Linked DNA regions of Pan troglodytes: region 2 is linked to region 1. The links are chromatin contacts, called in public capture Hi-C maps. All regions are on one chromosome and are shown on one strand. The core of a region is the stretch at or near the end of the contact, and the rest is flanking DNA. Distances in the headings are between cores, read along the strand shown.

What was found. Capture Hi-C pulls out chosen DNA fragments and counts their contacts.
Region 2: a capture Hi-C map of stem cell-derived neural stem cells shows a contact between it and region 1, with 5 times the contacts expected there. The contact joins two enhancer-like sites. A contact is called at or near these places in 6 of 7 Hi-C or Micro-C datasets (blood, induced pluripotent stem cells, a lymphoblastoid cell line and 2 more) and 1 of 1 other capture datasets (stem cell-derived neural stem cells).

The regions. Positions count from the first base shown.
Region 1 is chr15:65,401,378-65,408,886 of NHGRI_mPanTro3-v2.0_pri, forward strand. No RefSeq gene overlaps it. Among named protein-coding and RNA genes, the nearest start is that of PLEK2, 14 kb to the left of the region's middle. Within about 2 kb of position 4,949, at least 6 of the 24 cell types and tissues checked have an H3K27ac peak or open chromatin away from gene starts, as enhancers often do. A contact at or near this core is called in stem cell-derived neural stem cells, where this site is marked.
Region 2 is chr15:65,556,066-65,563,574 of NHGRI_mPanTro3-v2.0_pri, forward strand. It overlaps PLEKHH1 (pleckstrin homology, MyTH4 and FERM domain containing H1), which reads left to right. Exons shown (of 30, transcript XR_008539026.2): 19 at 1-118; 20 at 451-548; 21 at 1,055-1,232; 22 at 1,648-1,803; 23 at 2,861-2,961; 24 at 4,001-4,142; 25 at 5,667-5,809; 26 at 5,921-6,050; 27 at 7,490-7,509. Among named protein-coding and RNA genes, the nearest start is that of PIGH, 18 kb to the right of the region's middle. Within about 2 kb of position 3,021, at least 1 of the 24 cell types and tissues checked has an H3K27ac peak or open chromatin away from gene starts, as enhancers often do. A contact at or near this core is called in stem cell-derived neural stem cells, where this site is marked.

The DNA of each region.
Region 1 (7,509 bases), core at 3,699-6,198:
GAATTTGCTCTTGATTTTAGCCATGCAACTCACCGTGATGCCTGGCACATGGGTGCTATGCCATAAACATGGGCTGAATAAGTTAAATGAATAAAGGTAGAGGAGGCCTATCCACCACAGATCTTTCTATTCCTTTCCACAAAGAAGTTGGGCCTGCCCAGACTGATCAGCAGAACTGTAATTTGTGCATCCCAGTTCACCCCTAACTTCTTCTCTCATACATGGAAGAAAATGCGTATCAGTTAGAATGCTTCGGGCTGCAAGTAACTGAAAAGTCAACCAGCAGTGGCTTAAACCCAACACAGATGTTGTTAGTTACTTAATGAGTAGGTGATTCCAGAGTAGATTCAATGGCTCAGTGCTGCCATCAAAACCTAGGCTTTCCCCATCTTTTTTTTTTTTTTTTGAGATGGAGTTTTGCTCTTGTTGCCCAGGCTGGAGTACAATGGTGCGATCTTGGCTCACTGCAACCTCCGCCTCCCAGGTTCAAGCGATTATCCTGCCTCAGCCTCCCGAGTAGCTGGGATTACAGGCATGCGCCACCATGCCTGGCTAATTTTGTATTTTTTTTAGTAGAGATGGGTTTCTTCATGTTGTTCAGGCTGGTCTCAAACTCCCAACCTTAGGTGATCCGCCTGCCTCAGCCTCCCAAAGTGCTGGGATTACAGGGGTGAGCCACCGCTCCCAGCCGGTTTTCCCCCTTTCTGCCCTGTCATCATCAGTGTCTTCTGCTACAGCAACAAACATTCTCTCAAAACTGTTTCCAGCAGAAAGGGCCAAAAAGGGGTTGGGGGAGGGCATTTGTTTGCAAGATTGAATTTTTAAAATTAAGTGACTGTCTGTAGTGACCTCTAAGAGAGTACTCATGACATAATTTTGTAATTATTTTTTACCTGTGAACATGCCTCCCCTCCACCCTCCACAGCCAGCTTCTTCATGAACAGAAACTGTATTTTAGGACTCTGCTTCCCCAGTCCCTGGCACAGTCTAGGCACCCACAGTGTTGACAGAAGAGGGGGCTCTGAAGGGGGCCAAGAGTGAAAGGTGGGGAGGGACCACAGGTGAGGGAGGGGAGGGGTCCTTTGCTAGAACCAGGGAACTCAAAGGGAAAGTGGGCATCAGGGTGCTCATAGCATAGGAAAGGGGAAGTGGTAAGTCTGAGAAAAGGTGGGAGAGGGTTGCGGCAAAACTTGGCACAGTCTGGAGAGAACTGCAGAGAGGAAAGGAAGGGTGTAGAGCCTGAGGTTTATGCCAACACAGCTTCTTCCTTTAGGCTTCATAATATTTCTTCCATCTCACTGGGCATTGTTTCCTCCCAGCAAGGTGAGTGTGTGGCTGTCACAATATCCAGAAGTGTCCAAGTGCAAGTGAGCCCTGGGGTGGGTGTTACTGATGGCTCCTGGAATAGTTGGAGGAACGAAAGACTTTTAAATCCACTTCCTTTTTCCCATCCATATGGTCTAATGGAATTGAATGCTTAACACCAGGCACTTTTTTAAAAAGTAGGGAGGAGGCTGGGTGCAGTGGCTCATGCCTGTAATCCCAGCACTTTGGGAGGCCAAGGCAGGCAGATCACCTGAGGTCGGGAGTTCAAGACCAGCCTGACCAACATGGAGAAACCCCATTTCTACTAAAAATACAAAAAAATTAGCCAAGCCTGGTGGCAGTTGCCTGTAATCCCAGCTACTCAGGAGGCTGAGGCAGGAGAATCACTTGAACCCGGGAGATGGAGTTTGTGGTGAGCTGAGATCATGCCATTGCACTCCAGCCTGGGCAACAAGAGCAAAAAACTCTGTCTCAAAAATGAATAAATAAATAAAATAAAATAAAAAATAAAAAGGGGAGAGGAGAAGCTAAAATATTGGGGGTGATTAAGAAAGAATGAAGTGTGCCAGGCACAGTGATTCAAGCCTACAGTCCTAGCACTCTGGGAAGCTGAGGCACGCAGATCACTTAAACTCAAGAGTTCAAGACCAGCCTGGACAACATGATGAAACCCCATCTCTATGAAAAATACAGGTGTGTGCTTGTAGTCCCAGCTACTTGGGAGGCTGAGGTGGGGGGAGTGCTTGAGCCTGGAAAGTTGAAGCTGCAGTGAGCCAAGATTGTGCCACTGCACTCCAGGTTGGATGACAGAAAAAGACGCTGTTTAAAAAAAAAAAAAAAGGAAGCAGATCCAAGCCCCTGCCCACCCCTAGTCTTCCTTCCTATGGTCCCAGTCTCAGCATCCGGCATTCTCCCTGGTCTTGGGTCATGACCTGTCTGAGCAGGGTCCTGCTGAGACTTCCACTGGGTGTGGGGTGGGGAGGAAGCCCACAGGATTGGGCTGCCCCCAGAGCCCCTTCAGATCAGCAGAGACATGCCCACGGCTATGCTTCTACCCTGTGTCTGGAAGTGGGTTCTCTTGTGGTCCTATTCTAGCTCTTGTCAACCAGAGCAGACCCAGTTTCCCTCAGTTCCTTCCTCCCCAAGGCTGGTCCCTGGGAGGCAGGGCTCCCTTCTCATTGTCTTAATTCTTCTCAGTCCCCTTTGGATAGGAAGGACATCATTCCAACTGGTTCACCTGCTTTATCTTTCCGGGAGAAACAAAGTTTAGCTCATACTAGGAACGAAAATTTTTTGTTTGTTTGCTTTGTTTTGGTTTGGTTTTAGAGACAGGGTCTCACTCTGTTGCCCAGGCTGGAATGCAGTGCTGTGATCACAGCTCACTACAGCCTCAAACTCTGGGCTCAAGTGATCCTCCTGCCTCAGCTTCCTGAGCAGCTAGGACTACAGGCACACACCACCATGCCTGCCTAATTTTTAAAAATTTTTGTAGGCCAGGTACAGTGGCTCATGCCTATAATCCCAACACTTTGGGAGGCCAAGGCGGGAGAATCGCTTGAGGTCAGGAGTTCAAGACCAGTCTGGGCAACATGATGAAACTCCATCTCTACAAAAAATTAGCCCGGTGTGGTGGCACACGCCTATAGTCCCAGCTACTCCAGAGGCTGAGGTGTGAGGATTGCTTGAGCCCAGAAGGTGGAGGTTGCAGTGGGCTGAGATACCAGCACTGCATTCCAGCCTGGGCAACAGAGTCTCTAAAACCAAACCAAAAAACAAAGCAAACAAACAAAAAGTTTTAATTCTTAGTATGAGCTAAACTGTTTCTCCCGGCAAGACAAAGCAGGTGAACCAGTTGGGATGATGTCCTTCCTTTCGAAAGGGGACTGGGAAGAATTAAGGCAATGAGAGGGGAGCCCTGCCTCCCAGGGACCAGCCTCAGGGAGCAACAACAGAGGGGAACTGGACCTGCTCTGATGGACAGGAGCTGGAATAGGACCACAGGAGAACCCACTTCCAGACACAGGGTAGAACCACAGCAGTGGGCGTGTCTCTGCTGATCTGATAGTGTCCTGAGAGCCAGCCTGATCCTGTGGGCTCCCTCCCTGCCCCACACCCCACATCTTGTCTCAAAAAAAAAATTTTTTTTTTTGGTGGAGACAGTGTCTTGCTATGTTGCTGATTGGTCTGGAACTCCTGGGCTCAAGTGATCCTCCTGCCTCAGCCTCCCAAAGTGCTGGGATTACAGGCATGAGCCACCATGCCTGGCCAATGATAAAATTTAATAACCGGCTTATCCTGCCTGAAACAAAACATCTCTGAGTGGTTTACTAAACACATCAAAACCCAAAACACACCCAGTATCTAACATTTAAAATATTCAGTATGACTCTCAGATTACCTTTTCCTGCGGAGAGACAAGCAGAACAACACTCTCGAAAAGATTCCCCACACAAAGGAGACTATTGTGTGGTCCGACAGGATCTCTGGGCTGAGTTGGGTAGTTGCTGAGGAGGGTAGAGGGTTTGAGCTTCACCCTTCGGGTTTTCAATGGTGATCTCAGCAAGGGAGTTAAGAATCAAAGCCCTGGGACCATGGCTGTGAAACCTTTGAAAGTAGGAGAACAGCTGTCATGTGCCCTGTGGGAGTTTCACTATCTGCTGCCTCTTCGCTGTTGGCACAGTCAGTGTGTGCCCCTTAAAACACAAGTGGTCGGTGCGATTGCCTTCAGCAGCAGCAGACTGTGAAACGGTAGGCTGCCGGGTTCGGGGGACAGTGTGGATAATGTCTATTTTTGGGGGTTTGTTTTGTTTTTTTTGAGACAGAGTTTCACTCTTGTTGCCCAGGCTGGAGTGTAATGGCGTGATCTTGGCTCACCGCAACCTCCGCCTCCTGGATTCAAGCGATTCTCCTGCCTTAGCCTTCCAAGTAGCTGGGACTACAGGCATGTGCCACCATGCTCGGCTAATTTTGTATTTTCAGTGCAGACGGGGTTTCTCCATGTTGGGCAGGCTGGTTTCGAACTCCTGACCTCAGGTGATCCACTCAGCTCGGCCTTGCAAAGTGCTGGGATTACAGGTATGAGCCACGGTGCCTGGCCTAATGTCCAGTTTTAAGAGACAACGTCTGCAGATTCCTAGGGCTTATAGCTCGGGGGCAGAGGAGTCAGAAGTCACCTAGTCCTCCCCAGGCTTCCGCAGGCTCCAGGACCCTTCCCTCTGCCCACTGGGAAAAACTAGATGAGCCAAAGCAATGGGAAAGCTGGAGTGTTGGAGGTAGCTAGAGTGTATTGTGTCGCACGGGGGAGGGAGGGATTGGAGGTAGCCAGAGTGTATTGTGTCACGCGGGGGAGGGAGGGATGCTTCAGGCGGCTGATGACTATGGGGATGTGGGTGGCGTACTCCAGTAGAAAAGCTACACTGTAATATTTGTGACAGTCCCGTTAACTGTAAAGCACTATCCAAATGCCATTATAAAATCATCCTGTTGTCGACAATTTTAAGAGAAAAACTTCTGCCCAGTTGCCACTAGAGGGCGGCCGAGTCCCGCATAGTTGAGAAGGTCTCGGGCAGGGAAGGGCCCTTGGTCTACAAACGGAGAGGGTATGAGAGGGCAGCTCTGGCTGGCTGTGGCCGTGGAAATGCGGCCTTCGGCGGGCCCTGGGTTCCAACGCGAAGTTGAAGCAGGCCACCTTTGTCAGGGGCTTCCGTCGTTGTTCTCTGGAATCCCAACACCCTGCCGCGAACACACTCAGGTGGAACCCCAGGTCGGCGGCCCAGGGCTCTACCCACCGGCTTCCCACGAGAGCTCCGTCTTAAGACTTACCGTCGCCATTCATTTTCATTTCTTATTCCCAGGGCTCTACTAAATACCACCTACTCTGAGAAACTCATTTACGCTAAGGAGCTAATAATGGCAGACAACGATTTAGTTTTTAGCCCTTTCGGGGACACTCATACTTAGGAGATTTGGTTTCTTTTAAGGGTGTGTAAGCTTAGTCTCCTCAGGCCCCCCTGCACTGGGGGTGATAGTAACTGTAAGGCACCGTGCTTTTCTAGCATGTTCTGGCACTGTCATGAGACCATCCCCAAAAGCCTCTCGCACACATTTCTGAGACACCCAGGATATTTTACAGGAGCTCGACAATGCCCTTTTTTTTTTTTTTTTTTTTTTTTTTTTGAGACAAAGTCTCACTCTGCTGCCCAGGCTGGAGTACAGTGGCACGATTCTGGCTCACTGCAACCTCTGCCTCCCGGGTTCAAGCGATTCTCCTGCCTCAGCCTCCTGAGTAGCTGGGATTAGGCACCCGCCACCACACCCAGCTAATTTTTGTATTTTAGTAGAGATGGGGTTTTGCCATGTTAGCCAGGCTGGTGTCAAACACCTGACCTCAAGCGATCCACCCGCCTCAGCCTCCCAAAGTGCTGGAATTACGAGCATGAGCTACCGTGCCCAGCTGACAATGCCTTTTTAGCCTCCACCTATGCCCCAGACCCCCATGGTCAGCTGGGCACACCTCTGACTGCTTCCAGTGCAGCAGCAGAGGACCCACCCACACCCACATGCAAGGACGCCCTCGGTCCACTAGCCCAAAGCTCTATCCTGCTCCCCAAGATTGGAATAATATTCACAGCTAACACTTAGAGCACTTATGTGCCTAGCACTTTTCCAAGTGCTTGTACATATTTAATCTTCACTACACAGTAGGGGAGAACTCTTACTATTGCATTACCTTGTTTCACAAAGGAGGAATTTGAGGCCCAGAGAAGTTAAGTACTTTGTCCAAGTCACACAGCTGGTACGTGGAAGAGCCAAGATTCCAACTCAGGCCATCTGACTCATCGGCCAGGTTTCTCACCAGCACACACACCGCCTCTGCAGAGAGCGGGTGAAACTCCATTGTTGGTCTGTCCTCACCAGCTATTCCCTCACCAGAACTCAAGGCCAGACCCTCACCCTACTCAACGCTGCCCCTTCCTTCCAACCTCAGGCTTGAGGGCCTGGCCTCCTTCCTTTAGTATTAGTTATCATCTGCCGGCTGCTCCTGAAGCTCTCGCCACTGCTGCCCTGGGCTGTAGGGGGCCTGCTGGAGAGAGAAGCAGGCGTTGGTTTGGAGGAGCCAGGTGAACTTTGTGCAGCCTCTCTTATCACGCTCTGTAAGCAGCCAGCCACCTCATCTGATTAGCTGGTGTTGGTCTCCTTTAAAGATGGAATTTTCCCATTAGAGTCAAATGAGAGCAGGATCACAGAGTTAGAAGGAATGTGAAGGCTCAAGACCCGTATTCTCTTGTTTTATACAAAATAAGAGCCCACAGAGATTAAATAACTTGCTCAAGTTCACAAAGCTCAGCTGGGCTGAAGCCATGACTAAAATGGGATCATTGTGTTAATAACAATAACAATGATGAGGCCCAGTGTGGTGGCTCATGCCTGTAATCCCAGCACTTTGGGAGGCTGAGGCAAGTGGACAATTTTTTTTTTTTTTTTTTTTTTTTTTGAGACAGAGTCTCACACTGTCGCCCAGGCTGGCGTTCAGTGGTGTGATCTTGGCTCACTGCAACATCCAGCTCCCGGGTTCAAGCGATTCTCCTGTCTCAGCCTCCTGAGTAGCTAGGATTACAGGCACCTACCACCACGCCCAGCCAATTTTTGTATTTTTAGTAGAGATGGGGTTTCACCATGTTGGTCAGGCTGGTCTCAAACTCCTGACCTCATGATTCGCCCACCTCGGCCTCCTAAAGTGGCTCATGGCCACAGGTGGATCTTTTGAGGTCAGGAGTTTGAGACCAGCCTGGCCAACATAGTGAAACCCCATCTCTACTAAAAATACAAAAATTGGCAAGGTGTGATAGCAGGCACCTGTAATCCCAGCTACTCAGGAGGCTGCGGCAGGAGAATTGCTTGAACCTGAGAGGCAAAGTTTGCAGTGAGTTGAGATTGCGCCATTGCACTCCAGCCTGGGTGATAGAGCAAGACTGCGTTTCAAAACAAACAAATAAACAGCAACAACAACAAAAATGATGAAAACTAACATTCCTTAAGGTTTTACCGCATGCCAGATACAGTACCAGCACCAAGCTGGTACTTAGATACATTATCTCAGTTAATTCTTTCAACAGCGCTACAAGTAACAGCTTTAAGAGCTCTGTTACCTTCCTCATTTTACAAATGAAGAAACAGATTCCA
Region 2 (7,509 bases), core at 1,771-4,270, 150 kb after region 1:
CCTGGCCCAGACCGCACTGCAGGTCTGCCTGGTTCACCCCGAGCTGCAGAGTGAGATCTACTGCCAACTCATGAAGCAGACCAGCTGCCGCCCACCTCAGAAGTACTCCCTCATGCAGGTAGGCATGCCAGGGGTGGAGCAGCTGACAGAAGCTATTGGCAAGGGCTGCCAGGTGGGAAAGGTGGGAGGAGGTGACTGGGCAGGTATACGGTGAGCCCAGCCAGCGGGCAGCCTCTGTGCTCCAAGCTGCATCAGTACGGCTGAGCTGTCTGTGCACAGATGGGTGATTGCATTCTGGACACAGCCTGACCAAGTTGGCCATCCCAGCACCCAGAGCAAGTTGGGGGCTCTGGTTTGGGGAGAGTGCTGAAGGCTCTGTAGCTCAGGGCTATGAGGACAGGTGGTGCTGTAGGCCCAGCACTCACCCCACGCTGTCTGTGTCCCTGGCAGTGCTGGCAGCTCCTCGCTCTGTGTGCTCCACTTTTCCTGCCTCAGCATCACTTCCTCTGGTATGTCAAGCAGCAGCTCCAACGCCATGCAGATCCCAGGTGAGTGAACCTGGCCGTTTCCTCTGCCACTTGAGCACTGCCAACTGCCGCATGAATAAGAGGGATGAGAGGAGTCTAGGGCAGACCAGATCACTCCTGTCCTCTGAAACCGCTCAGTGGTCATGGAGACTTCACCCATTGCCGTGTGCACAAATGGGCACGTGGGGATCTGGGCATGCTTAAGCTTCTCTGCACGCCAATCCATGTATCCACGGATGTACTGTGGCAACTCTCACATGAAGCCACACTGCTCCCAAACTGTCCCCAAGTGCTATTCTGTTGTTATGTCCTCTGGGTTCTGGAAGAAAATATCCATGCCAGCAACCTGCTATATAAAGGTCCTGAATGACAAATTAATGTCCCAGACCAGAGTCTTCAGGGCTTTTCTCACAACCTGCCCCAGCTACAGTTTTGGTCCTGGCTGAGTCTAGATAGGGATCCGGGGTGCCAAAGTGGCAGAGATGAGCAGAGCCCATAATACTCCCCTCTTCCTTCTGTCTTTTTAGAAGTGAAACTGGCCAGTATGCCACCTACTGCCAGCGGGCAGTGGAGCGGACCCTGCGGACCGGGGAGCGGGAAGCCAGGCCGTCGCGCATGGAAGTGGTGTCCATCCTGCTGCGTAACCCCTTCCACCACTCCTTGCCCTTCAGCATCCCCGTGCACTTTACCAACGGGACTTACCAGGTGAGGAGCTGGGCGTGCTCTTTGCCCCGAGTCTTCTCACGTCACCATCCAGAGAATACCCCTGGGCCTTAGGCTCAGGCTTGGCAGATTGTTCACTGTTGCCCCAGAAGTAGATATTATGAACTCACTGCATGAACAGGGAAGCTGAGATGCTGACCAAGAAAGTGGCATAAGAAAGGGCCTCCAAAAGATTGTTGGTAAAGGAGGGACCCAGGTATGCCCAGTTCATTTACAGTGGATAAGCTCACATCCCTCATGCACTGGCCCTTTGTCTGTGAACACAGAAACCAACTTGCTTTGGCCTCTTGTATTTGCCCTTGCTCCTTTCCACCTGCTGTACCCAGACGCCTCCACCAGCCCTAGTGAGCTCCTCTCAGGAAGTTCACTCAGGGATGGAACCCTTCTCCCACCTCAGGTGGTTGGTTTTGACGGCTCTTCCACGGTTGATGAGTTCCTCCAGCGGCTGAACCAGGAGATAGGCATGAGAAAGCCATCCCACTCTGGCTTTGCCCTCTTCACGGACGATCCCTCGGGCAGGGACCTGGAGCACTGCCTGCAGGGAAGTGTCAAGGTGACAGCCTCCCACTAAGCCAGCTGAGCCCCTCCCTGCTCAGGAATATTGGTGGTGGGGAAAGAGCCCATCTGATGGGTGCCTGACTGTTTGGTAGCTCATTTGGTGCTGAGCCCAAGGTGCTGCCCTAGTCAGCATTTCTGTGCCATCCTAAAATGTACCTGGGCAGGGAGAAAAAAGCTGTTGTGTGCCCTTGTCTCTGGAGACAAGATCGCTACACACCTACTTCCCTCGAGTGGCTGTGCAGCGTCCAGAAGAAAAGCCTCTTCTTGGCTTGGTGTAGGGACAGTGAGGCCCCACGAAGCCACTGCCTACACGTGCCCACTCAGAGGCTCACAGCTGTGTGCTTGGACCCCCTGGATGTCAGATGGTACCCAGCACCTCACTTTTACCCTTTCTTTCAGGGCCTATGCCATGCTTATAGGTTGAACCACACTTTTAAAGAGGCAGGTCCTTATGGTGCCCCTATAAGTAAAGGCCGTTGAATGGGATTTAAGATCAATCTTGTATTGTGGTCTGGGATTACTGTCCTGGGGGATAAGTGTGAGAATGTGCTCTAGCACTTTGATGCATATTTGGCTCCAGTGTTTGCTTGTCTTTAACAGGACAAAGGCTTCTATGGTCTTTTAACATTGCCTGGAAAAACTATGCCACATACCTTCTTTGCCAATGTCTGGGCATCTGTGAGGCTTTGTTACATGGTAGCCCTCTGGGCATATTTGTTGAAGAGGAGAATAGCAGTCAGTGGAATGGAAATGGAGCTGGTGATCGAAGGCCATGGGGCTGCCTAGCCTCTGGGGAGGCCCCTCAGCTGGTGACACCAGCAGGGCAGATTTCTTGCTTTATTGCTCACCCTGTCTAGGGTTCCCTCTGTTTGTGAGGGAGCTGCTGCCACCTTGGGTCCAGGAAGCATGAAGTTCCGCAGGTCAGCCTCCTGGTGGGAGGACTTTTCCTTAGTTTTCTTTGCTCTTCTGCTCTGAGTCCAGCCCTGGCTGGACCTTGATCCCTTCTCTCCTTATCAGGAAATTTTCTGACTTTCTTCTTTTGCCTTTTCAAGATCTGTGATGCCATCTCCAAGTGGGAACAAGCCATGAAGGAGCTGCACCCCGGAAAGTCTGAGGGTGGGACACGCGTCGCGAAGCTGATGTACAAGAACAGGTCCTAAGCACTGCACGAGGGTGGGGCCAAACACAAGGGCTGCCACTGGGTGCCAGCTCATCGCCTCCTCGACTAGACAGCCTATCCAGACGGGGGGAGGGACCCACAGATATAACACTGCCTGGCAGTCACTAGCTGGGGTGCAGGCGGGCTCTGCTGCTGATACTCTGTGAAACCCTGGGCAGCTCAGGCCTTCTGTCAGCCTTCCCTGTACTGCGTGTGCGTGTGTGTATATGCACACACACGCGCGCGCACACACACACACACACACACACATCTGCCAAGAAAACAGACCAGACCACCCTGGGCAACATGGCAAAACCCCACCTCTACAAAAAATGCAAAAATTAGCTGGGCATGGTGGCATGTACCTGTAGTCCCAGCTACTCAGGGGGGCTGAGGTGGGAGGATCACTTAAACCTGGGAGGTTGAGGCTGCAGTGAGCTGAGATCATGCCACTGCACTCCAGCCTGGGCAACAGAGTGAGACCCTGCCTCGAAAAAAAGAAAAGAATAGAAAATAGACCAACCTCATGGGATGGCTAAGTGTGTTACTTTATGAGAGTGAAATTTTGTATAAGCACCAGCTAGTTAAAGCTAAAGACTAAGTACCTCCTATACCAATTCCAGGAAATACAGAAGTAGACATCCTGACTTTCTATCAATTTGAGTAAGAAAATCCCATCCCTCCATCTCAGTATGTCTCCAGGCAAATAGTTTCAGTAGTCTCTTGGACTCTTACCTCATCCAGTCCCCTAATCTATAACTCCAGGTACCAGATTTCCGTTACTAAATCCAGTAAGCTTAATGGTATCTTCAGAATGAACCATGCCCTCCTGTTGGTATGAGATCAGCATGACCCTGCATCTGCTCTGTGTCATACTCGGTTATATGTTTCTGGAGGCAATACAAAATAGGCTCATAAATAGTGGGAAAAGAGTACTTTATCTTTTTGGAAATAAAGGTAACAGACCCAGAGAAAGCCCCATCCCTGTTTGGAATCCCTGCTGAGTCCTGGCTTCTTATTCTCTTCTCTGCAGGCTGTACTTTCGCAGTCAAGTCAAAGGGGAGACGGACCGAGAACGGCTGCTCCTTGCCTCTCAAACTAGTAGAGAGATAGTGGCAGGGAGGTTTCCTGTCAACAAGGAATTGGCTCTTGAGATGGCTGTCCTGATGGCCCAGGTAAGGTTCTGTTCAGGAAGCAGGAGGGTCGGGTTGCCAGCTTAGAATGAATGCACCATGCAGCCTGAAACACAGGAGAGATTCTGCAGATCCTGTGGTGCTCAGGAGAGGGCAGCTTTGCCATCTCTGGGATGGAAAGCAGCTGACTTCTACAGATCAGAGCTCCTCACTCACCGCAGATATAGGATGCGTGCAGATGGCTGGACTTGGAATCCAGAGACCTGGGTTTGAGTCCTATATACCTTCCAACTATGAGGTCTTAGCCAAGTCACTTCACTTCTCTATGCTTTAGTTTCCTTCTCAGTATACCAAAATAAAAAATACTTGGCCGGGAGCAGTGGCTCATGCCTGTAATCTCAGCACTTTGCGAGGCCGAGGCGGGCAGATCACCTGAGGTCAGGAGTTCGTGACCAGCCTGACCAGTGAAACCCTGTCTCTACTGAAAAAAATAAAATAAAATAAAATAAAAATAAAAATTAGCTGGGTGTGGTGGTGGGCGCCTGTAATCCCAGCTACTCGGCAGGCTGAGGCAGGAGAATCACTTGTACCTGGGAGGCAGAGGTTGCAGTGAGCCAAGATCATGCCATTGCACTACAGCCTAGGCGACAACAGCAAAACTCTGTCTCAAAACAAAACAAAACAAACAAACAAAAACCTCTGCCAGCCTCCACAGGGTTGTACTAAGTATGATACCTGAATAATTGTATCATGTAATGTATGTGGTAAACTTTATAAACCATCAGACCTTCTAAGTAGAATTAGGAAGAGGAACACACATTCAGACTTGGACTCTCCTTCCCATTATATTTAGAAGGCCATCTTGCCAAAGGTATCTGGGATACCTTCATGACTCCCATAAGAGAGTCTGACACCTACTATATACCCACAAAAATTAAAAATTAAAAATTTTTAAAAAGAATAAGAATCTGGATTTACATGCTGGAAAGGAAGAGGAAACAGTAATAGTTGATCTTTATAAACATCAATAGGAATACTCTCTAGGAGGCCCTGTACTAAGCATATATGCATCCTCCATTGTAGTTTTTATTCCCACCTAATAGATGAGGAAATTGAAGCTCAGAGAGTTTAAGTAACTTGATCAGGGACACAAAGCTGGGATTTGCGCCAGGTGTCCAACTCCAAAGGCCACATTTGGAACACTCTGCTGTACTCTAGGATCTGTAGCATCTTCAATTCTATAGCCCATATTTTTGGACTGGAAGCCAGAATTTCCACATTGTTTTCCCTTGTCGGCTACCAATTAACTGTGTCTTTGGAAAAGGCACTTCACCTCAGCTGCAAAATCAAAGTTGGTCGGTGATCTCTAATATTCGAGGGCCCTAAGTTTGTTTCTCTAGTGTCTATAAAACTTGAGATGAAGCGTTTTTCTAAAGCATTTTTCACATCCACTTGCACCCCACCAATAGGGTAATAAAGAAATGGTTTATTTCACCTCTCAACAGCCCCCACCTGGCCCATCCACCGTCAGATTTTGACTGGTCTCTTCATATGCTTCTACCTCAGGTAGAATATGGGGACTTGGAGAAGCCTGCCCTGCCAGGCCCTGGAGGCACATCCCCTGCCAAGGCTCAGCATCTTCTCCAGCAGGTCCTAGACAGGTTCTACCCCAGGCGCTATAGACATGGGGCCCCCCCTGAACAGCTGAGGTAGGTAGGCTACAAGGTCTTGCAGCAAGTCACTGTGGGGAGGTCTCAGGCCTGGAATGAAGACACGTTGGCACTTCATTGGCACTATTTCTCTCCATCTGCCCACACCAGGCACCTGGCAGATATGTTGACCACAAAATGGGCAACATTGCAAGGATGCTCCCCTCCTGAGTGCATCCGCATCTACCTGACCGTGGCCAGGAAATGGCCTTTCTTTGGTGCTAAACTTTTTGCTGCTCAGGTAAGTGCCAGTGGAAGGAGCTGCCCACACCCTTAGGTGTGTCCCCAACTGCTCATGTTTGAGCCATACCAATTTGCAGCCCCTGCCTCCATACCAGTAACCACCAGAGGTCACTATCCCTCCACCATTTCTGGCCTAGTCCAGCTTTCCACAGTCCAGAGCAGAATTGTGATTGCTTATCTTCATTTGTCCTTTGTTGACTGCCCCAAAAGAAAAGATGTGATCAACTAATTCACACACACAAAGATTCAGACTTGAAATAACAGCCCTCTCAAGAATGCTTTCATTTTTTTTTAAGTTTGAAAGAACAATGTATAACCTAAACAAATACATCTCCACTGGTTTGACATGGCATACAGGGGAATCAAATTACTTAGCCAACAGTTAATTTCACCTCTGTATGAAGGCCAGGTGGCCAACAGTAATTTCAGAAGGAACTTTTCTTCACTGGGTGTCTGTTGTGCATAAACATTATAGATAATTACAGCTCAAAGCTGGGCAGTGATCCTGTTTACTGAAGCCACAGATTGGAAAATGGCCATTCATTCATTCAACAAATAGTTGAGCTCCTACTATGTCCAGTGCTGGTTGTTTGAGGTTATAAGAGGTGAGAAAATCAGACACAGTCCTTGCCTTCCTGGAGCTTCCCATCTAGTGCAGGAGATGTATATTCATCAAATAATCGTATTCATTTTTCTCTCTATGTATTTAATATATATAAGCCATCACAAATGCTATGAAGATGTACAGAGGTGTTATAAAGGCATATAACGGGGACCCACTTGGTCTGGGAGCTCAGGAAAAGCTTCTGAAGAAGGTGCCATGTCCAATGTCTATCTGCCTCCCTTTGGGTTAAGAGAGAGATTTTCTGGATTACCATACTGTAGTCCTGGCAGTGAAAATCAGTCATTACAGGAATGTCCACTAAATAGTCACTTTCTTACTCATAGGGCCTAAAGCTACAGGACTGCATTCTTGCTTTCCTATTTCTTTTACAGCACCTAGGAGATTGGTTGAAGTCAGAAGCACTTCGGCTTGGAGACTATAGGTGGAATGCTGTGTTTCCAAGACTAGGAGAAAACCAGCTGTTCCCCATTCCCCTAACAGAGCAGCTAGGGCTGGCCTCTATTCTGTAGCACAGAGCTTTCCATCCAGTGTGCTGTGGCAGCATGGGTTCTAGGGACACCAAAAGAATGATCACCTCTGCCTTTGAGATGGTTAGTAGGTGGCCAGAGCCCCAAGGCCAAGGGTCTCCTGTCACAAGCAGCCTTGTCTATTTCCTGCATACACTGTACAAATATCATCTTTGTTTTCCAAGATGAGGTGGCTGGAAATCACTGCTTAGCAGATCCCTGGATGTGCCTTCTTTCTCAGAAAGTTCTTATAGTTCAAAATCTCTAACTATGGATATATCTGATGGGTTGTTTCTGTTTCCCCAGCCTGCCCAGCTGTCTTCCAA